3 separate regions of the Mus musculus genome follow, and all the other regions are linked to region 2. Evidence: chromatin contacts called from public HiChIP or PLAC-seq and promoter capture Hi-C data. All regions are on one chromosome and are shown on one strand. Each heading gives the region's core, a stretch centred on a gene start, on an enhancer-like site or on the middle of the called end of the contact. The rest is flanking DNA. Distances are from core to core; before and after follow the strand shown.

Region 1 (4,276 bases), core at 1,529-4,028, 290 kb after region 2:
TCAGTTTTAACACATGCAAACCACAGGCCAAAAGAAAAGACCATGAAAATATACAAATATCAGAATACACTGCTCCCCAGTCCGGAACTAAGCAAGTAGTTAATCCAGTCTCTTCAATGTATTCTCACTTCTTCTATTTCATTTCTTACCACCAAAATGCCTGTTTTTACTATGCTTTCCATAACTGTGCGGTGGTGGTGGAGGGCTTCGCTTATGCGCCACTCTTTGCTAGGCAGATGCCTAGGGATGTCTGTTATCTGTAAAATGAGCGGGTTACACAGGACTGCTGTAGGTTTAAGTGAGAAAATACCCATGACAGTGCCTAGCACTACGAAAGCTGCCTTGTAAGGTCCCAGTAAATCTTGTGAATGTCAATTCTTTTCTAACACAAACCCTGTCTCCTGTATTTTCAGTCTCACCAGTCCAAAACAACAACAGAACACTGTTCAGAGACAATACTACTGAGTTCATGTCAATTTCCTATCAATAAAGTACAGTAAACCCCTCCTTGCTAGCACCTCTTACTAATCTTCATGCTATTACGACCTGGCTTTCTCCTCTGCCTTTCCACTGGCATTAATCCATCCACAATGGCCATCAATGTCTTTGTACTAATATCTTAAGACCTCATCCTACTAGACCTACTTGGTCTGTGACTAAGTTGTAGATTGTCCCCTCTCCCAAACTCTTCCCTCCATCCTCCTCCAACCCCACTTTAGGTTAGTGTGATGGTTTGTATATCCTTGGACCAGGGAGTGGCACCATCTGAAGGTGTGGCCTTGTTGGAATAGGTATGACCTGGTTGGAATGGGTGTGTCACTGTGGGTGTGGGTATAAGATCCTCACCCTAGTTGCCTGGAGGTCAGTCTTCCACTAGCAGCCTTTGGATGAAGACATAGAACTCTCAGCTCCTCCTGCGCCATGCCTGCCTGGATACTGCCATGCTCCCACCTTGATGATAATGGCCTGAACCTGTAAGCCAGCCCCAATTAAATGTTGTTTTTATAAGACTTGCCTTGGTCATGGTGTCTGTTCACAGCAGTAAAACCCTAACTAAGACAGTTAGTAAGGGTTTCTTCTCTACTGCCATCTCTGTTGTTACTTTAATCATTCTTATTGATTACTTAAATCAAAGACTCTTCAAGACCTTACCTAATAACGATGGTTACTTTCATCCTCATCTTTTTTTTTATTTTTAAATATGCAAATAAGGTACGCACAATTCAGGCTACCGGTAGCAGCATAGACTTCTATGTCTTTGTTCCATAGAGAAACAGAATCTGATTAAACTATAACAAAAGCACTCCCACCAAAAGCAGATTTCTGCAGCATCCCCTAAATCCATTCTTTAGCTGGAGCCCATTAATCCTAGTTATTTGCACACAGAATTAGATCAATAGTCCTACACTACAGCCTGCAGAGGCCACACAGGCTAGCCCACCACTTTCTCCAAATGTCACTTCCTAATTCCCTTGTTCTGATCATTTTAATCACACTGGCTTTGTAGAGATTGCTCTTGAAAGAAGGTGTTTCTCATCTCAGGAACTTTGCCCTGCTCTCTCTGTCTAGCTTGTCGTCTCCTTGCTTATCATATCACAAACTCTTCATCAGAACTCACATCTCAACACAAATACCACTTGCACCAAGGCCCAACTTTATCACCTAAGCTAAACTACTCCATCCATAATTGCTATCCTAACATATCTTTTGTCCTCATAGACTTTATCAGTACCTCCCACCAGGATAGAAACTCAGACAAAACAGATCTCTCCTGTCTTATTTACAAATGTATCACTGGGACCTCAAATAGTACTAGGCAAAGAAAGCTGTTGGACAAATAAACTTTCATCAAATACAGAAAGAATAAATATTTAAATTCTTCCCCTTGAGTTCACGATATGCGTTGATGACACCACTGTCATCACGATGCTTTCTGCCTGTAACTAGCTTTCTATTGCTTTTTAAAATCTCGCTTGAATTTGGCCCTTTATCTCCTTTTGTTGGAAGCTGAACTCTTATTTACTACAACTATCTTTCTCCCATTTCGTCTGTCTTCAGTGCATCTCTATATTGCCGTCACGGGTTAACTTCCCACAGGTAAGACCACAGTAACTGCTTTACGTCACTTGTTTAAATCCTTGCAACGCCAATAAGCAAACACCGTGATTACAGACGAAGAGACGTATGTGCACACACGCATAGCTCTACCTGGTATTTTAAGAGCAAATTGGTGCTTTGCATCGTTTTATTCACGTTTGCACTCTCACCATTCAACACGTTAGGTCTGGGGGATAACGAACCGAAAACCCTCCTCTGCATGTTGAAGGCTCGTTTTTTTTTTCAAAACAAACCCGGGGAAAGAGAAGGGGGCGGGAAAACACCCTCAGCAAGACCACCGCCAAACTTGCAACACTCACCGGCGGCTGTGGGCTGCGAAGTTGTTCTGCACCTGGAAGGGAGGGCAACCTCGGCCTCCGACCGACCTCTATTTTGCTCAAGTGGCACGAACTGTGCTGTTTGCGTAGCGCTTCTCCACGGTTCCTTCCGTAATGTATTAACTACCGAGAAGCATTTCTTGAGGAAGAAAAATAATCACATCTACGGAAAAACACGGATACAAGAAGTGTTTCGGTTGAAACACCGGTCCAGTCCTCTGGGGCAGCATCGGCGACGCGAGGAACAAAACACAAACAAACAAAACACAAACAAACAAAACACAAAGCGAGGCAGCAGTTGGAGCCTCCCGCACCGAGAGGAAGGGGCGGTCTCCGGAAAAGCGAAGCCGGAAGTCCCGCCTCTTCCATTGCAAAGAGCAGTTCCGGAAAAGACCGGTTTTCCGGGTTGGACTCTGGTCTCCACGTATCGGGTGCTCAGTGTCGGCACGGAAGCGCCGAGTTTCCGTGGGGATTAGGGTTATAGACCAGTTTTACCAGGCGACACTGTCACAGGATAGGTGTTAGCGGAGCTTTAAAATTCTTTAAAAGTAATCGAAGACAAAGACCACTTGTTTTAAGAGGTGCCAGAAAATGTCTTCTAATTCTTAATCTATTGCCATTAGACATGCGTACGACGTCAGCAAAATACGCTGCGGATTAGCCCAATTCACTGGGGTCAGGATGGGGATTGGAGAATGACTGGGGGGACAAAATATTCTATTAGTTATGAGTGTTCCTAAACTAAAAAACACAGCGATCTATGAGAGAATAGAGTCTGAGAAAATACTTCCACTAAAATCTGAGGTTTGAGTTTTTTTGGGTTTTGTTTTGTTTAGTTTGTTTTTGAAACAGGGTCTGTGTAAACCTGGCTGTCTTGGAACTCGCTCTGTAGACCCAGCTGACCTCGAACTCAGAGATCTGTCTGCCTCTACCTCCCTAGTGCTGGGATTAAAGATGTGCTTCACCATCTTCCTGGCTTTGCCCTGCCTAAAAATAGTATTGCATCCAGATTATAGACTGTCCACAAGACACTCTTGGTAGTAAAGCAGACCTCTTTGTGCTGCCTATTGCCCTCAGTATGAGGGTGAGCTCAGAGCAAGGGGGGGGGGGCAGATCTCTCCACAAGGACATTATCCATATGGCCAGAGCTCCAAATCTGGAGTTTTAAATAGGTACTTGCTAAGTACAAGCAAAGGTCAAGGCTCTGTTACAACTCCAAGCAGTCCAAGGGAAAGATGATGTCTCTTTAAGGGGTTGAAGCATGATCAGGGAGGAAGGAGGCCTGAGGTAGTATGGCCAGGTCATTATGGATGGAGCCAGACTCGAAGAAATTTGCTGATTCTAAATTTAAAAATCTCCAGGCAACTTTTTCTTAAAAAACAAACTAACAAAAAAGCTTTATTAGGAATATTTGTTTAGTGCAAGAGCTTTAAGCAAAGCTATCAGTAAGGGATTGGGAAAACAGGATCTAACTCTTCAATTAGCCATCACTTGAAAATATACTGATACAAAGAATGATCTTAAGTAAAGACATCCTTGGACAGATAACAGTCTTCCTTCCTTCCTTTCTTTTTTCTTTTCTTTTCCTTCCTTCCTTCCTTCCTTTCTTTCTCTTTCTTTCTTTTTTTGAGACAGGGTTTCTCTGTGTAGCCCTGGTTGTCCTGGAACTCACTTTGTAGACCAGGCTGGCCTCGAACTCAGAAATCCGCCTGCCTCTGCCTCCCGAGTGCTGGGGCTAAAGGCATGCGCCACCACCGCCCAACCACAGTCTTATTTCTTAATGACCTGTGACAGTATGTACTGTACATTGTGTAGCTGTTTTCTACCCCCACCCTTTCCCC
Region 2 (4,453 bases), core at 1,549-4,048:
AGCCTGGTCTACAAAGTGAGTTCCAGGGCAGCCAGGACTATACAGAGAAATCCTGTCTTGGGGGTGGGGGTGGGGGGGAGAAGAGCTTCGAGGTCACTGGCACCCGCAGTGAGGTGCATTTCCAGACGTGCAGCACAGATTTGTAGTTTCTCTTCCCAACTTTTGCTCACTCGGTGTGCTCAGGATGTTTCCTTATACTCCTGAGGTTTCTTAAAGACTGGGGTGGGGGCTGGTGAGATGGCTCAGTGGGTAGGAGCACCCGACTGCTCTTCCGAAGGTCAGGAGTTCAAATCCCAGCAACCACATGGTGGCTCACAACCATCCGTAACGAGATCTGACTCCCTCTTCTGGAGTGTCTGAGGACAGCTACAGTGTACTTACAATAAATAAATAAATAAATAAATAAATAAATAAATAAATAAATCTTAAAAAAAGAAAAAAAAACAGGGGAAAAGATTTAAAAAAAAAAAAAAAAGACTGGGGTGGGTGTGCTAACACATGCCTATAATCCCAAATATGGGGGAGACTGAGGCTGGAGGATAACCTTGAGTTCAAGTCCAGCCTGTAATGTGTAATGTTACACATCAAGACTTTTTTAAGTCAGAGCTCTGCATAGAATGTTGTACTGTAACCTACTATTGAATGGACTTTTGTGGGAATTAAAAAAAAAAATTGTTTCAAGTGGAGGAAATCAAATGTATTACACTCTTCAATGACTTAGGAGTCCTAGAGTGCCAAGGGCCTGATTTGGAAGGAGGAGAATCTATCCCAGTGGTTCCCACTCAGGTGGCCTGAGACCATTGGAACACACAGATATTTTCACATCATGATTCATAGAAGTAGCAAAATTACAGTTAGGAAGTACCAATGAAATAGTTTTATGTGTGGGGGAGGGGGGGTGACCACAGCCTGAGGAACTGCATTAAAGGGTTGCAGCATTAGGAAGGTTGAAAGTCACTTAAAAGTGAAAATGCAGGAGGCTGGCGGGATGGGACCCGGGAAGCACACTTTCGAAGCAATTGCTGACCTATGTTTCCCTTGCTCTGTTGGGGCATCGAATGTGAGTTGTGTGTCTGTAGCTGTATGTCTGGCCTGGGATTTGAGGGTCTAGATTTCTATATAATTTTCCTATAGAATTTTATCCTATGTACTGTCATTTTTCAAGACTCAAAGGGCCTTTCTAATCTTTTTTTTTAATGTGATGTTTTTGCTTTCATTTTATTGTTATAGAAAGAAAATAGACTGGTGGTATGCACTACTTCAAGATTGTTTGTTTGTTTATGTATTTTAAGATGGAGAATCCTGGGGCTGGTGAGATGGCTCAGTGGGTAAGAGCACCCGACTGCTCTTCCGAAGGTCCAGAGTTCAAATCCCAGCAACCACATGGTGGCTCACAACCATCTGTAATGAGATCTGATGCCCTCTTCTGGTGTGTCTGAAGATAGCTACAGTGTACTAACATGTAATAAATAAATTAAAAAAAAAAATTAAAAAAAAAAAAGAAAGCTACAGTATAAAAAAAAAAAAAAAAAAAAAAAGATGGAGAATCCTTCCTTATCAACTGACTGGGTTGGGGAAGCAGTCCTTTCCGTCCCTGGGCTTCCCTTGCACGTGATTCTGTGCATGGAGCTGTCCAAGGTTTTTGGTCTTGCTCTTTACTGTTCCTGACCCCTTTAAGGAACACGCAGGAGGCAGCAGCAAAGAAAGGTCTGAGTATGTCTGGAGTCCCAGTGCTTGGGTTCCAGTCCCAGCCCCAGCGTTCCACAGGTTGGGGACCTTAACTGAAGCCTATGTCTGTCTTTGCTTCAGTTTATTTATCTGCTAAAGCAAGGGACGGTAATATCAGAACTTCTCACATTGCTGTGAAGAGTCTTTGTAAAATTATTTAATACACTGTCTGGCAAATAGAGAAAAATAAATAAAACAGACTCTTCTAGACCCACAACTTCTGCCTCATAAAAATTTTAGATGTCGATTATCTTGATTCTTGTAGTTTTGCCCTGGCATCCAGGGATACACGCGGTGGGCGGTAAGAGAAAGTGGGCAGACTGCTCACAGAGCTGAACTTAGACTCTTAGGTCTGGCTCAGCCATTAAGCCCTCTGTGACAGGAACTGGCTTTCCCCCTCTATTAAATAAAGCATGTTAACTCCAGGAATTATCTTCTATGTTCTGTGGCATCTGTATCAAATTCCCTGCTCTACATTCAATTCAACGGCCTAGCTTCCTAGATCGTAAACTAGAAAAACATCATTTGGCACCCACCACCAGCCAGGATATCACAGCAGGGAGTAGACAAGCAATAAGAGGGCCGCGACTAGGTGGCACCCTGAGAACTAGGCCTGATGTGTATACAAGGGATGGGGCAGAGGGCGACAGAAGCACTTCTTTCTGCAGAGCTTAAAAGCCCTGCTACTCACCCGGAGGAGCTGTCGCGGTGCTTTGCTGGAAGTCTCTGCTCTGTTGGAAGGATTACAGGATAGTGTCGCGGAAGGAAGGAATGAGAGCGCGCAGGGGCTGTTCCGGCAAGGTGTTAAGTTGAGTCGCTTTCTGCTGTGTCTCTGCTTCCCATCGTCACTCTAGGCCCAAACCCCCTCCCGGAAAGTCTGCAGTGGGTGTCCCCTTGCCACACAACTACACACTCCCCTCTCTTCCGCTCCTCCCTCCTGGCTGCCATAGAAACCAGCCTGCCAGGTCCAGGCCGGCTTCCCGTCGCAGTGACCATCCAGTCTCCTTTCCCTGCTCCCCAGAGCCAACCCCCCGCTCAGGATTGGTCCTGTTCAGGACGCTGCGAAGCCCTCGGCTCTGGTGGCGGAGCCAGGCGCAGACAGGCAACGGGGTTTGCCACGGCCCTGTGGGTCAGATCTGCTGCCGTAGGAGCGACCCAGACGTCTGCGCCCCGGGACACAGGAGCTTGTGCCAGCGTCTGCCACTCTGCTCCTCGCCTGGCCGCGCATCGAGCTCCCCAGGCGGCCTCCGGACCGAGGTAAGCGGGGCTCGTCGCCAGCGCCTGGGTCACGCTAGCCTCGCCACCTCTGAGCTAGAAAGAAGCAGATCCGGGATCTCAAGGGAGAAAGGGAGACACGAATTCTGGCCCCGGTGGCGGTTGAAGTGGGGTTAGGAGAAGGTTAAGTGCTCCTGGGGACGTCCACCGAGTCCATCAGCACTCTGCAGAAGGGGACATTGACACCAAGGCGCAGGCTCCCGCCCCTGTATGAGATGCCCTGGTCTGGGCGCGTGTGTGCACCCCTCTGTGTGCACCGGGCAGTGTCACCCGTGCCTATCTGTGTCACACGTGAGCCAGAGGGCAGCCTAGCGTCTCGCATGCCCACACCGGTTCTCTGAACCACAAGAGCCAGGCGCCAGCCCAAATCCGTTAGTTTGTAACTAGGGCTGAGCACCTGTGTGACCTGGATTAGGAGCGGACTTAACTTCTCACAGCTGTGGCCCGGGGGAGGGGTGGTGGTGGCATGAACCCTCAAGGACACCATACACCAGAATCCTCCCCTAGAGAAAGGTGCTTCTTTGGGAAGATCCAACAAAGTAAGGAGGAGCCTCATTTCTCTTCCCAGGCACCTCTCTAGGATTATTATAATGGAAATAGAGGACCTGGAGATACAACCAGGAAGAGACTTCCACAGGGTCTTTAAAACTCTGCAAGCAGAACCCATGGATTCCGAAGGAGAGGCCAAGAGATTGACTGTCCCCTTTCCCTCTCTTCCTCTTCTCTTCACTCTACCTCACCCTTTCTCTCCCTTCCTTTTTCAGTTCCCCCTTCCGGAGTGTAGTAGACAAGAGTGCTCTATGTTAAACACTCCTCCCACCCCCTGCCAACACACACACACACACACACACACACACACACACACACACACACACACACACACACACACACTCCATTTCAAAATAAGGACAAATGAATCACATTCTAACTGCTGCTCGCTGTGAAATTCAGACAAGTTTGGAAACTAAACAAATCACATTTGCACTCTGGGGCCTGGGGTATCCAGAAGGGAAACAAGCAAACCCAGAGGAACAAAAATTTGTTCCAAGTTACGATTTCAAACGGGAATGTAAAACAGGTATTTGTTTATCGTAATAGGGATTTTTTAAAAAAATGTTTGAAGATCTGCATACACAGTTTGCATCATCAGCATTCAGTGTGATTCACAGAAGCACTTCAGGAGATGGTTTTTGTTAGTGTTGCAAAAGCCCTTCTAATTTTGGTTGCCATGGTAACTAAAGAAGGCGCCCTGCACTTAAAGAGGCTGCCTGGATGGAACTGTTCCTGAAGGGAACTCCTCATGTCCCCTCCCGTCGCCACAACAATAACAGAATTCATAAAGAGATTTGTTTCTTTTCCTTAAAGTAGTTAAACTCTAAGCCATGTTTTGGTGTTTTGTTTTGTTTAAGTTTTTTTCCCCCAAATTTTCAGTCTGTTCTTCAGACCTTTC
Region 3 (4,288 bases), core at 491-2,990, 350 kb after region 2:
CCGTGGTCATGGCGTCCGTTCACAGCAACAGAACACTGGCTAAGACACCAAGGAATCTATATTCTCCTACAGGGACACTCACTTGTACATCCATGTTCACTGCTGATCTATACACAATAGCTAGAAAGCAGAATCAGTCCAGATGTACATCGACTAATGAATGGATAATGAAAATGTGGTATATGTACAGAATGTCATTTTATCCAGCTATTAAGGAAAATGAAATTATGAAACTTGCAGCTAAATGGGTGAAACTGGAAATATTATAAAGAGCAAGGTAACTTCAGTTCATTAGTTTTGTGTATTTGGAGTACGTCAGGAAACCAGAAAAGGGCCAGTGGGGTGGAGAGTTCCCTTAAGGAAGGAGGGATGGTAGAACACTGTGTAAAAATGATTGTGGAACAGTTCCATTAGAGAGGTAGGAGGCAGAGGAAGGAGCAGGACAGGGGAATGCTACTCAAAATGAGGGGAGGGGGAGTAACAAAAACAACACTAAGAAAGAAAGCATTGGAAAACATAGAGTATGAAGGCAGATGCCCTTCAAGGCTAGACTTGCTGATTGTAGAAAAGCCTTGCACGTGAACTCCGAACTACTTACCACACAGTCCGCAGCACAAAAGAGTTTAAAATGGTTAAGGACTTGCCTCATTGTACCTGCAGTATTACTATCTGTTGACTTACGATTATTATTTTAAAACACCGGGCCGAGTCCTTTCCTGCCTTCCAGTTCTTCTGCCACCGGAAGAGTTTACTCCAGATTGCTGTGCGGAGTCCAGTAGCCCAATGACCCTTTCTGCTGTATAAAACACAAGGCATTCTCTAAATAAGGGGTTCTCTGTGGTTCACTTATTTTTAAAAGATACTGAATGTCTGTTTTTTTTTTTTTTCTTCTGCCTGTTAAAATATTTCAGTTAAATTAAAAGCAAGGGGCTGGTGAGATGGCTCAGTGGGTAAGAGCACCCGACTGCTCTCCCGAAGGTCAGGAGTTCAAATCCCAGCAACCACATGGTGGCTCACAACCATCTGTAACAAGATCTGACGCCCTCTTCTGGAGTGTCTGAAGACAGCTACAGTGTACTTACATATAATAAATAAATAAATCTTAAAAAAAAAATTAAAAGCAAGCAAGCAAGCAAACAAACAATCTTACACTGACGTTTCCTTTAGACTCAGCGCTGGGTAAGTTTAATCAGTGTACCTGCAGAGCAAGTAACAGAATCTAATCACTAACCAATAACTAGGTCGTTATGTTTTGATTTCCTTAATCAGGAACCTTAACAGGGACGTCAACTACAATTACATTCTAGACACTGCCTATGTTAATAGTAGCGCAGGGTTTCCTCTTGGCTGGCCTCGCTGTTGAAGCCAAATATGCACATGTGTGTGTTCATTTTCAGGCCTTGACTTCGTTTGTGAGGAATTTAACCCCACCCCCGTCCAGAATGGAAAAACAACGCCCCCATTCCCGCCCTCGGCTTCCTCCCGCCTAAGTCTTCTCCAGTTACAGAAGTTCGGATTTTTTTTTTTTTTTTTTCCTAGAGAGTTAGAGGAAAAGTCCGGCCCAAGAGTGGAGTTATAGTATCCGTTTATTTGCTCTGCTGGGAGACCGGTGAGGAAATCACACTTTGTAACTTAGTCTCCTGGGGGGAAAGAAGAGGTACGAATTCCTAAAAACTTGAGTTGCAGTGCTTGGCATCGGGTTTGATTGACAGAGGCCGATTGAGCAAGAGCAAGGGGGCGGGGCTGCGGGCCTGGGGCCCTGGCAGAGACAAAGGGGCTTCAGCGGCCACCCGGAGGGGACCAGCTGCTGCGCTGTAAGCGTGCATCTGGTGGAGTCTTTTTCTCCTTTGCAGACTGGCGATCGGGCCAAGCGGGTTTGGCAGGAGGCTCGGGGAGGGGGAGAAGGGGTGCCGAAAGGGGGCGCGGGTCCGGGTCTAGGCAGCCCTGTGTCACGTGGTCGCCGCCGCCGCCTCAAAGTTGGGGCTGTTCTTCCGGGTTGGAGGCACAACGCCGCGGGCCAACCCCGGGTCTGCTAGCTCGGCGTGGCGTTTGCTCGCAGCCCGGGGTCGCCATCTGTCCCGCCTGCCGGTCCAGGTGAGCCAACCAGCCCTGCAGCGCCTAGGGGCTGCTGGAAAAGGCGGGCAGCCAGCGCAGATCCCCGGTCCCTCGGCGAAGGGGACCCGAGAGAGAGCAGCAGGGGGGCGGGGTCGGCTGTGTCTAGCAAGTGGGGCGCAGAGGCTCCTGCAGGAGACTGACGGAGAAGGAATGCGGTATATGCCTCGGGGCTCCTTTTGTGTGTGCGTTCTATTGGGGTGACATGGAAAGGAGTGAGAGGGTAGAGGTGGGAACGGAGTCCCGGCAGAAGACAAAGTAAGCAAGTGACAGCTGTGCAGGTGCAGATCTTGGATCCTGGGGTGGGGGTGGGGTGGGGGCAAGGGCTGCAAAAGTTGTACGTAGTCATTTTGGCCCTTAGAGGGACTGGAAGAGAGGTCGTAGAGGACTTTCGATGAATGGTTTACCTAGAAGAATGACAGCTGGGCGCTCCTAAGTTGTACTTGAACTTTGAGAGTGTTCAGGCGGGGTGTCCAGTTAGGTGTATAGGAAAAGATGTGACTGTAGGTCCGGGCTGACTGGTGGTAGTTTCTGAATACTGAGAAAAAGGGGTTTGGATTGGTAAGTCACGGTGGGCTCTATTAGAGGTCAGGGTGTAGTTCTGGCCAGAGCTGGTTCAAACTTGAGAGGCACAATAACTACTATGTAGCCAGAGCCAATGGGCTTCCACAGGAGGTTATAAATAGCGGTCCAGCTGCACGTGCCAGAGGGTGGCAGTTTAGTTGCTGAGGGAGGGGCAGCACCTGTGACAGGAGCCATGGCTGCAGTGGCTTTGGGAGAGGTCACGCTGCCTGCCAGGATAGGGTATTGTGTCCTTGTTGGTATGCCTAGCTTTTAAAAGCATGACTTTGTTTATGCTTGCAGGTGCCCTTTATTTGTCCTACGGTAGTGTGCAGTCCTTAGAAAACTTTGGAGGCATGGGGCTTGCTTGCCCACTGAACCCCCTTTTTTGGGCAAATCTTGGTTATTTTTCCTTTCTTACTTTATTATTCTTATTATACTTTTTTATTTCGAGACGAGGAAGATCTCGGTCTGTAGCCTTGGCTGGCTTGAACGAACTTCTATGTGTAGCCTAGGCTGGCTTTGAACTTGAGTTGCTCCTCCTGCCTTAACCTCTCCGATGCTGGCATTTACAATCATGAGCTACCACCCCAGCTCCATTTTCATTCTTTCTTTTTTTTTTTTTTTTAATTTATTGAAGGGACAGTTTTGGATTATTCTAGTATAAGCAAACAGATAGGGCCAGTTTTCTACGAGGCTATACAAAGTTTTTATTTTCAAAGGAAGAGTCTGGAAACTGTTTCAGAAATATATTGTGGAATGGCCTCAGGATACCCAGCCCTAGTTATTTAAGTGTTCAGTCAAAAAGTATTAGCTGACTTACTCTGTTTAATGCAAAGCAGTGGGCCATGAAAAATAACAAAGTGAATGGAGTAACTCACCAGGATCTTGAGTTCTTTAATCCTCTCTACAAACCAGTGATCAGGGCACTTTGCTACTTTAATCCTCAGACCTTTATGAGGTAGGTTTTTACTATAATTCTGACCTTAAAGACAGAGAAGCTGGGTGATTTGAGAAGGACACATCTGGATAAAGGTAGAGAAGCGGATTCCAACCCAGAGTATACTCTAATCTCTTTACTGTCTTCTTTTGCTAGATCAGGTGCTTTCCCTAGACTCTAGAGTGCTGGTTTTCAACCTTCCTAATGCTTTGGACCCTTTAATACGGTTCCTTATGTTGTGGTGATCCCCAAACATAAAATTAGTTTTGTTGCTACATCATAACTGTAATTTTGCTACTGCTCTGAATTGTAATGTAAATATCTGGTGTGCAGGATATCTGATATGATTGATACCCTTGTGCAGGGTCATTTGACCCCCAAAGGGGTTTTGACAGGTCAAGAACTGCTACTCTAGAGGGTTTTAACACTGGGGAAGGCTGAGGATGTAGCTCAGGGGCAGTGTGCTCTCAGAGCAAGTGTATGGTTCTGGATCCTGTCCTTGGCATCACACACATCAATCTCTGGGGAGGCACTTATCCTTATAACTTACACCAAGTGGTTTAATGAATGCCATGCTAAAATAGGCATTTTATTCTTTTAAACTTGGGGTTGCGAAATTATTATTTTTTATTCATTATGAATTCAAGGCTTAAGAAGTACATGGAAGTGCATAGA

The links. HiChIP or PLAC-seq counts read pairs in DNA pulled down with a chosen protein or histone mark. Capture Hi-C pulls out chosen DNA fragments and counts their contacts.
Region 1: a contact with region 2 is called in an H3K4me3 HiChIP or PLAC-seq map of embryonic stem cells, with 5 times the contacts expected there. The contact joins the promoter of 4833420G17Rik here to the promoter of Nim1k in region 2. A contact is called at or near these places in 6 of 39 promoter capture datasets (the C10 cell line, frontonasal cranial neural crest, hippocampal neurons and 2 more), 1 of 484 Hi-C or Micro-C datasets (nephron progenitors), 5 of 115 datasets of contacts at active chromatin or transcription factors (embryonic stem cells and stem cell-derived neural progenitor cells) and 2 of 9 other capture datasets (adipose tissue and liver).
Region 3: a promoter capture Hi-C map of adipose tissue shows a contact between it and region 2. The contact joins the promoter of Nnt here to the promoter of Nim1k in region 2. A contact is called at or near these places in 5 of 39 promoter capture datasets (embryonic stem cells, liver, pre-B cells and 1 more), 2 of 115 datasets of contacts at active chromatin or transcription factors (both in embryonic stem cells) and 1 of 9 other capture datasets (adipose tissue).

Annotation. Positions count from the first base shown.
Region 1 is chr13:119,461,261-119,465,536 of GRCm38.p6, reverse strand. It overlaps 4833420G17Rik (RIKEN cDNA 4833420G17 gene), which reads right to left and starts at 2,778. Exons shown (of 13, transcript NM_001113550.1): 1 at 2,418-2,778.
Region 2 is chr13:119,754,227-119,758,679 of GRCm38.p6, reverse strand. Nim1k (NIM1 serine/threonine protein kinase) reads left to right here and starts at 2,798. Exons shown (of 4, transcript NM_175538.3): 1 at 2,798-2,985. It overlaps Gm41077 (predicted gene, 41077), which reads right to left and starts at 3,287. Exons shown (of 2, transcript NR_168716.1): 1 at 2,420-3,287.
Region 3 is chr13:119,406,709-119,410,996 of GRCm38.p6, reverse strand. It overlaps Nnt (nicotinamide nucleotide transhydrogenase), which reads left to right and starts at 1,740. Exons shown (of 17, transcript NM_001308506.1): 1 at 1,740-2,094.